2 separate regions of the Mus musculus genome follow, and region 2 is linked to region 1. The links are chromatin contacts, called in public HiChIP or PLAC-seq maps. All regions are on one chromosome and are shown on one strand. Each heading gives the region's core, a stretch centred on a gene start, on an enhancer-like site or on the middle of the called end of the contact. The rest is flanking DNA. Distances are from core to core; before and after follow the strand shown.

Region 1 (3,023 bases), core at 279-2,778:
AAGTGAGCCTTTGATATGTTGAAAGAGCAGGTCTATAAGCAAAGGAGCAAAAGCAAAAAAAGCAAAGCGGGGCTAGAGAAATGGAGCACCATAAAAGCATCCCACTGCTCTCGCAGCAGATGAGTTCAGTGACTCACAAACGGCTGGAAGTCTAGCTCCAGGAGACAGAGTTAATAAAATAATGAAAATCAACCTTAACAAAAGAACAAACTGTTTGAGATATTTAGCACTATCAGTACTTGAATTCTAGATGCTGATAACAATAAGAATATTCTAGCAGTTCTTGTTACACATGTCTTTCCTTGCTCTTCAGCATTTGGCATAATAGGACACATGTAGATATTTGTTTGTTTTTGTTTTTGAAACAGGATCCCTATATCCTGGGCTGGCCTGAAACTCTCTATGACCTTGAACTTCTCATCCTCCTACCTTGATCCCCCAACCATTCCCACCTACTCCCCCGACCCCACCCCACCACACCCCACCCCATCCCCGTTCAGGGACTGCATAGATGACTACCATGCAGTGCTAGATATCAGACCAGGACCTGAGACCAGCTGGGCGAGCACTCTACCAACTGAGCTAAATCCTCAGTCCCTGGACAGGTTTGATGAAGACGGGCCGGGGTGGAAAGAGAGGGCCACAGTAGTCATGGGGTTACTGCAAGTGGCAAGGGACATCAATACAAAAGAAATCTGACAGCAGACTTGAAGGAGGCTGGCAAGCCAACCACCGCTACTGGAACATGACTGCCCAAAACGAAGCCAGAGCGTCATGAAGACCAAAGGAGTGGGGCGGAGGTGGGGCGGAGGGAGACAGCATATCTGATTTCAATCTGAGTGGACGGCTGCAGAAATGAGAAAAATCTTTGTTCCTATCTGGGAGAGGGGCTAATTGGAGAAAGAAATAAGAAGAGAGTGTGGGCTGAGGGTATGGTTCACAGGTACGGCATTTGCACACCGTGGAGGAGGCCCTGGGTTTGATACCTAACACCACCAAAAAGGGTGGTCGGAGTGGGGGTGGGCAGGAGGACGATGACACACGACACAGGACAGAGAAGCATGTAACTGTGTGTTCCCGTTTCCTATTTATAAAAGACAAAAGGAAGAAACAAGAGAATGAGAGGGTGGATGGAGTGGATATAGTTTCCGAGATGGCTCAGAGTGTAAGAGAGCTTGCTACCCAAGCATGAGACCCGAGTTCAAATTCCTAGTACCCACATAAAAGACCAAGGGTGACCATGCAAATTTCTGTAACCATAGCACTTGGGAGGCAGAGGCTGGAGGATTGCTGGAACTTGTTGACTGTCAGTCTCCCTGCAGGTTCAGCAAGAGAAGGTGTACATTGGTTCTTGTAGGTGCCCCTATCCCTACTCCATAGTCACCATACACCACACTCACAAACATAGAAAAAGTGATTGGATGGATGGATGGATGCAGACTCCGGATGGATGCAGACTCCAAAATGACTAGGACAAGAACAGAGGAATTTTCCCCTAATTGGTTAAAGACAAGAAGAAGCCAATCACTGGGCGAGAAGGAGGCGGACCTTCCTGGTCAAAGAGAGGAAAGGGGAAAGCAGGAGTAGGGGACTTCCTTTTGGACGGTGGAAGCCAGGTAACCAAGATGTCGCCCGGGGGCTGTTAGTTCAGGTGGCGGAGTCCACTAGAATCCACCACTGGAAGATTTCTAACATAGAGTAGTTGGTAAATGCTAGGATGCTAGATTCTGTGCCCAGTGATTGTGTTATTCGTTTGGTTCTAAACTAAGATTGTCTGGTGTTTTCCATCTCGTGGCAATTCAACTGAGCTCCAGGGAAAGGTAACCACGGCAGAGTGTGGGTTTGGAAGAGTGCGGCGCCCCAGCTAGCCATGAAAATTTAGGAGTGCTGAGCAGGTTTGGCAGCAGCCAGCTGCGGGGAGAGAGCTATCTTGGAGATCTGGAGAGGCCTTGGCAAAGAACAACATTCGGGCTCAGTACCGGGCTGGGACAAGACTGAGACCACGAGCGGTGCCTAGCTGGCGATAGCGTGTGCTGTATTTTATTTACTACGCACTTCAGAGAAGGATTTTTAATTTCAGATTATTTGCATATACTAATGGGAAATCTTTTTACTGCTGTTATTTTTGTTGGGTTGTTTGATTTTTTTTTTTTTAAAAGGCAGGGTCTTAGGTAGTCTAGGCTGGTCTCAAACTCTATATAGTAGACGCTGTTCTTCTTGCCTCTCCTCTCTCTAGTGCTGGGATTACAGGTGTGCGCCACCATACCCGGCAAAGCTATTCTTCTTGCCTCCCCTCTCTCTAGTGCTGGGACACTAAAGAGACCGCCACACCTGCCCCTTAAAGTATCCAAAACTAAAGTCCCACTGTTTCATGCATACTCTGAAGGTTCGACTGAAAAATGTTCCCATAGCCTGGGGCATTTGGACACTTGGTCCCTAGCTGGTCGCTGTCTGGGGAGGTTTAGGTGGTATAGCCTTGTGTGTCCCTGGAGGCGGACTTAGAAATTAAAAAATTAAAAACTTCCCATCAGCTCCATTTCCCTCTCTGCTTCCGGCTTGTGTTTGAAGAGGTGAGCGCTCAGCTTCGGGCACCTGTAGCCATGTCTGCTGCTTGCCTCCTTGCCACGACAGGCTCATTCCTCTGGAACCGTCAGCCCAAATAAATTTCTTGTAGAAGTTGCCTTAGTCATAGTGCTTTATCCCAGCAAGAAAAAAGTAATCTACACACCTTTCTGTAAGCAGCCCGAAGGTGACTTTAATGCCTTTTTTCACTGTGCTTGTGTCTTGATCTCAGCCCATTACATTAGGTATAGAATTTGCTACCCCTATTATCAAATCAATGCTCAAAAACTTGCATTCTGGGCTGGTGAGATGGCTTAGTGGGTAAGAGCACCAATTGCTCTTCCGGAGGTCATGAGTTCAAATCCCAGCAACCACATGGTGGCTCACAACCATCTATAATTAGAAACAAATAATAAAGAATCTATGGGCCAGATGGAGCAGGAGAAAGGGAAAGAGGGGAG
Region 2 (3,436 bases), core at 811-3,310, 400 kb after region 1:
CTGCCTCTGGAAGTGAGGAAAGAGTCCTTTCACTGCTGGAGCAGAATTCCTGTGAAGTGCTCACAAGCATGACATCCCCCTGCCTCAGATACTATCTGGAAACACTGTTCTGAGATCTGAGTCTTCTTCTCGCTGCTACTTTGCCTGCGACAGCTGTGGTCTAAACAGCTGCCTCTCTGCAAACGTGTCTTTGCTCCCAGGTTCTAGGCTCACCTGTCTGCCTGTTGTCCAGAAAAGAGTTCAGTCTTCCCGTTAAGCATCGCAACAAACTAGTTGGACAGGACTCTGCAGCATTGAGGCAGCCTAGAGTACCTTCGTAGGCTATGTCCAGGGATCAGAAGGTCAGCAGGAGTCAACGAGGCTGGGTCACTAGATCCCTGCTTAAAGGCAAAGGCGTCATGCAAAAGTCACAAGACTTGTGGCTGGTTGCTGTACTGCCACCTCTCATGTCCCCAGAGATCTACTCATCCTAGAATTTTAATCTTGGCTTTTCTTTGCTGAGTAATAGACCTTCCCCCTGCCCCCCCCCATCTACATACTCATGTATTTATAGACAGATTCACAGACATGCAAAGCTATACTCTTGGGTGTATGTGTGTGCATATGTGTAAGCCCTAATACTCAACCTTGCTTCTGATTAATTTTGACATATTTTTCTGCCGTAACACTATATTGTCCTTTCTAATTGTGACCTACATTGTGGGGTCATTTACACTTATTTTGATATTCTACATTTTAAATTCCACCTGTTATGTTTTCTATAACAGAACTTCTTTGGATCCAATGCCCATCAGGTATTTTATTGGTAGAATGGATTCTGTTTCCAGGTTGACTCATTTAAGCCCTGATAAACCAGAGCCCTGGCCTCCTCAGCAACTTGAAGATTATCAAAATCACCTTATCTGAATGGGGGAGGGGGGACCGGGTGGGGGGAGTAAGTATTCAGCTGTAGTGACTCAGCCAACTCCTCCCATTCCCCCCCCCCCAAAAAAAAAACTATATAGGAGACCGTTCTCCATGAGGAAATGAAGGTATAAAACGTTTTCCAAGATCCAGAGGAAGAGAGACAAGCTCATGAATGACAAATGCCATGGAGGGCCAGAGTGACTGTTTGTTCAAAAAGCTTTTGAATACGAGGCTCCAGTGGCCCATCCCATGGGTGGCTGTGCCCTTCAGCAGACACAGAGCCTCTGACTACTATCTGCACGGTCCTCCGTGTAGTGTTCCCCACAGCCAGATCTCCCCACATCCACGGACATCGAACGTCTGGAATACCAGCCCTGGGAATTTCCTCAGCTGTGCTGGAGCTTGGGAAGGCTCAGCATTGTTTGTGGAGCCATGGAGGCAAAGCTAGGAACTGTGTGCTGCTGACTGGATACCAGGTGGTCTCCTCAGCCACAGTGTCTTTCCCGAAACTCCACACTCACTCGTGTGGAGTCACTCAGGAAGGTCTCTGTGCGTGGAACCTCAAAGAGACAGTCCAAACACTTGAGCCGCTTTAGAAATTAATGGTCAGGAATGAGTTAGTTAAAATCTATGAGAGACTGCTCAAATACACCTCTGACTCCCAAATCCTGCAGCCTTTAAAAAAATTAGTGAATGAAAATAAAGTTCTCCGAATCTCTGAAGCCCTCCTTCCCCACGAGAGGACCTTGTGCTCTGGACACGCACCATCAGCATTTCTATTTAGGGGCAAACCTCAGACAGAGAAATGTTTACCATTGAGCCGTCCCAGCACAGTGAAGTGACTTTTCTGTCACTGAGGTCACCCTGCCATGGGCCTCTCACTTCCTCTTCAGCTGCTAGTATTCCAGCAATCCCTGCGATGCAGAACTGCCCGCCCAGCCATCTCTCACCCTTAATGACAAGGGGGACTGTGACCAGTCACATTTTCTCACAGTTCAGAGTTGGGTCTTAGAATTTGTCCCAAATCCTCCAATCCCCCTTGGTCTTCTCAGATCCTTGGTTTTGTTTTGTTTTTTTCCTCGGTGGAATGCATCTGGAGCTCAGATACAGGACTCACCCCCAGTGTTGGAGCTTGTAGGTCACAGTGACATCCAATGGATTCATTAACATAGCAATGGGAAAGAGACTAGAAGGCCGGGCTTCCGGGGAATGCCACGCTTTTGTTTTAAATCCCCACATTGAATCCTAATAAGACTGGGAGAGAGCAGGGGATACAAGGATCTGTTTTGCAAAACTATGGGGCCACAAGCATAGAGATGGAGCTGTGGGAGTGAAAAGCCTAACGCTAACAAGTTGAGCAGCAGTGGGGATAGGGGTGGGTGGGGGTGGAGATAAGGGGGTGCGAATCTAAAATAAGACTCTAGACACTAGCTTCCTAGGCTCTTGTTTCAACAGGGAAAGTGTCCCACATCTCCCTTCTTTCTTTTATGTTTGGGGAGGTAAGATCTCACTAAGTATCCATGGCTGGCCTGGATTATATTATATTATATAGACCAGACTGGCCTCACACTCAGAGAGGTTCACCTATCTGCTAGCACTCAAGAAAAAAAAAAAAAAGGAGGAGGAGGAAGAGGAAGAGGAGGAGGAGGTCTTCTGGCTGCCCCACCTGGTTCCCTCCCTCTCCTCTCCCTTCACACCCCTCCCAACATGGCCCAGCTCAACTTGGTCATGTCCACTCTGGACTCTCAGATATCCCAGTTCCTGCCCCTGGCTGTGCTCTCCCTTTTATTTATAATAAACTTCGTCCTGCACCTAGAAGCGGTCATGACCTTTCCTTTCCTTTCTTTCCTTTTCTTTTTTCTTTCTTTATTTATTTTTCCCATTCACCCCTGGGCTTTATTCTTTGAGAACACAGTGCCTTTTCCCCTTCCCTGTTTTCCAGAACCAGGCTGTGTTACCGTAACTTGGAGATCTTTCCATCGCTTTTGGCTTTGGTTTGGAGAAGCAGGTAAGTCAGTAACATGAAAATTCTATGACGCGAGCCTGAGAGGGCTTAGCTTCACATCTGTTTTTTATTTTTCCATGTGCAGAGTAGCTTTCTGCATGCCACCTGTAGGTTTTGATTCCAGCATCCTCAGACAACAACAGAGACTCCTCAGATAGGGCCAGAGTAATGGGCCTACTTAAACACATGATCAAAAGTTGTATGTACAGTTTAAGAAAATCAAATTTTAGCCAAAGAACAGTGTTAGAAGTCTTCGAGGTACAGGGATGAGAGTGCTTCTTCTTGGTTCATTTAACTTTTTGTCTAGAAATTCCAGAGAACATGTAAAATTGCTTCTTCTAGAAGTCTCAACTCTGAAATCTCTCCCTCTATGATGCACCCTGCCACCCACTGTCTACTGTTACAAAGGGGTGCCCGCTGTGAGTGCAGAATTTGGAACTTAAAGGCTCAACAAACAATTTTATTCAGGGCATGGGAGGGGAGTTGAGGGAGCAGAGACAGAGAGGAGAGAGAGAGGAGAAGAGG

Evidence for each region. HiChIP or PLAC-seq counts read pairs in DNA pulled down with a chosen protein or histone mark.
Region 2: an H3K27ac HiChIP or PLAC-seq map of embryonic stem cells shows a contact between it and region 1, with 2.7 times the contacts expected there. The contact joins two enhancer-like sites. A contact is called at or near these places in 2 of 115 datasets of contacts at active chromatin or transcription factors (both in embryonic stem cells) and 1 of 9 other capture datasets (adipose tissue).

The regions. Positions count from the first base shown.
Region 1 is chr2:71,346,368-71,349,390 of GRCm38.p6, forward strand. The region is part of intron 2 of Slc25a12 (solute carrier family 25 (mitochondrial carrier, Aralar), member 12); the gene reads right to left. Among named protein-coding and RNA genes, the nearest start is that of Slc25a12, 20 kb to the right of the region's middle. Within about 2 kb of position 1,529, at least 11 of the 459 cell types and tissues checked have an H3K27ac peak or open chromatin away from gene starts, as enhancers often do. A contact at or near this core is called in embryonic stem cells, where this site is marked.
Region 2 is chr2:71,743,246-71,746,681 of GRCm38.p6, forward strand. It overlaps Gm17250 (a long non-coding RNA gene), which reads right to left. Exons shown (of 5, transcript XR_866415.1): 4 at 214-380. Among named protein-coding and RNA genes, the nearest start is that of Gm17250, 5.5 kb to the right of the region's middle. Within about 2 kb of position 2,061, at least 74 of the 459 cell types and tissues checked have an H3K27ac peak or open chromatin away from gene starts, as enhancers often do. A contact at or near this core is called in embryonic stem cells, where this site is marked.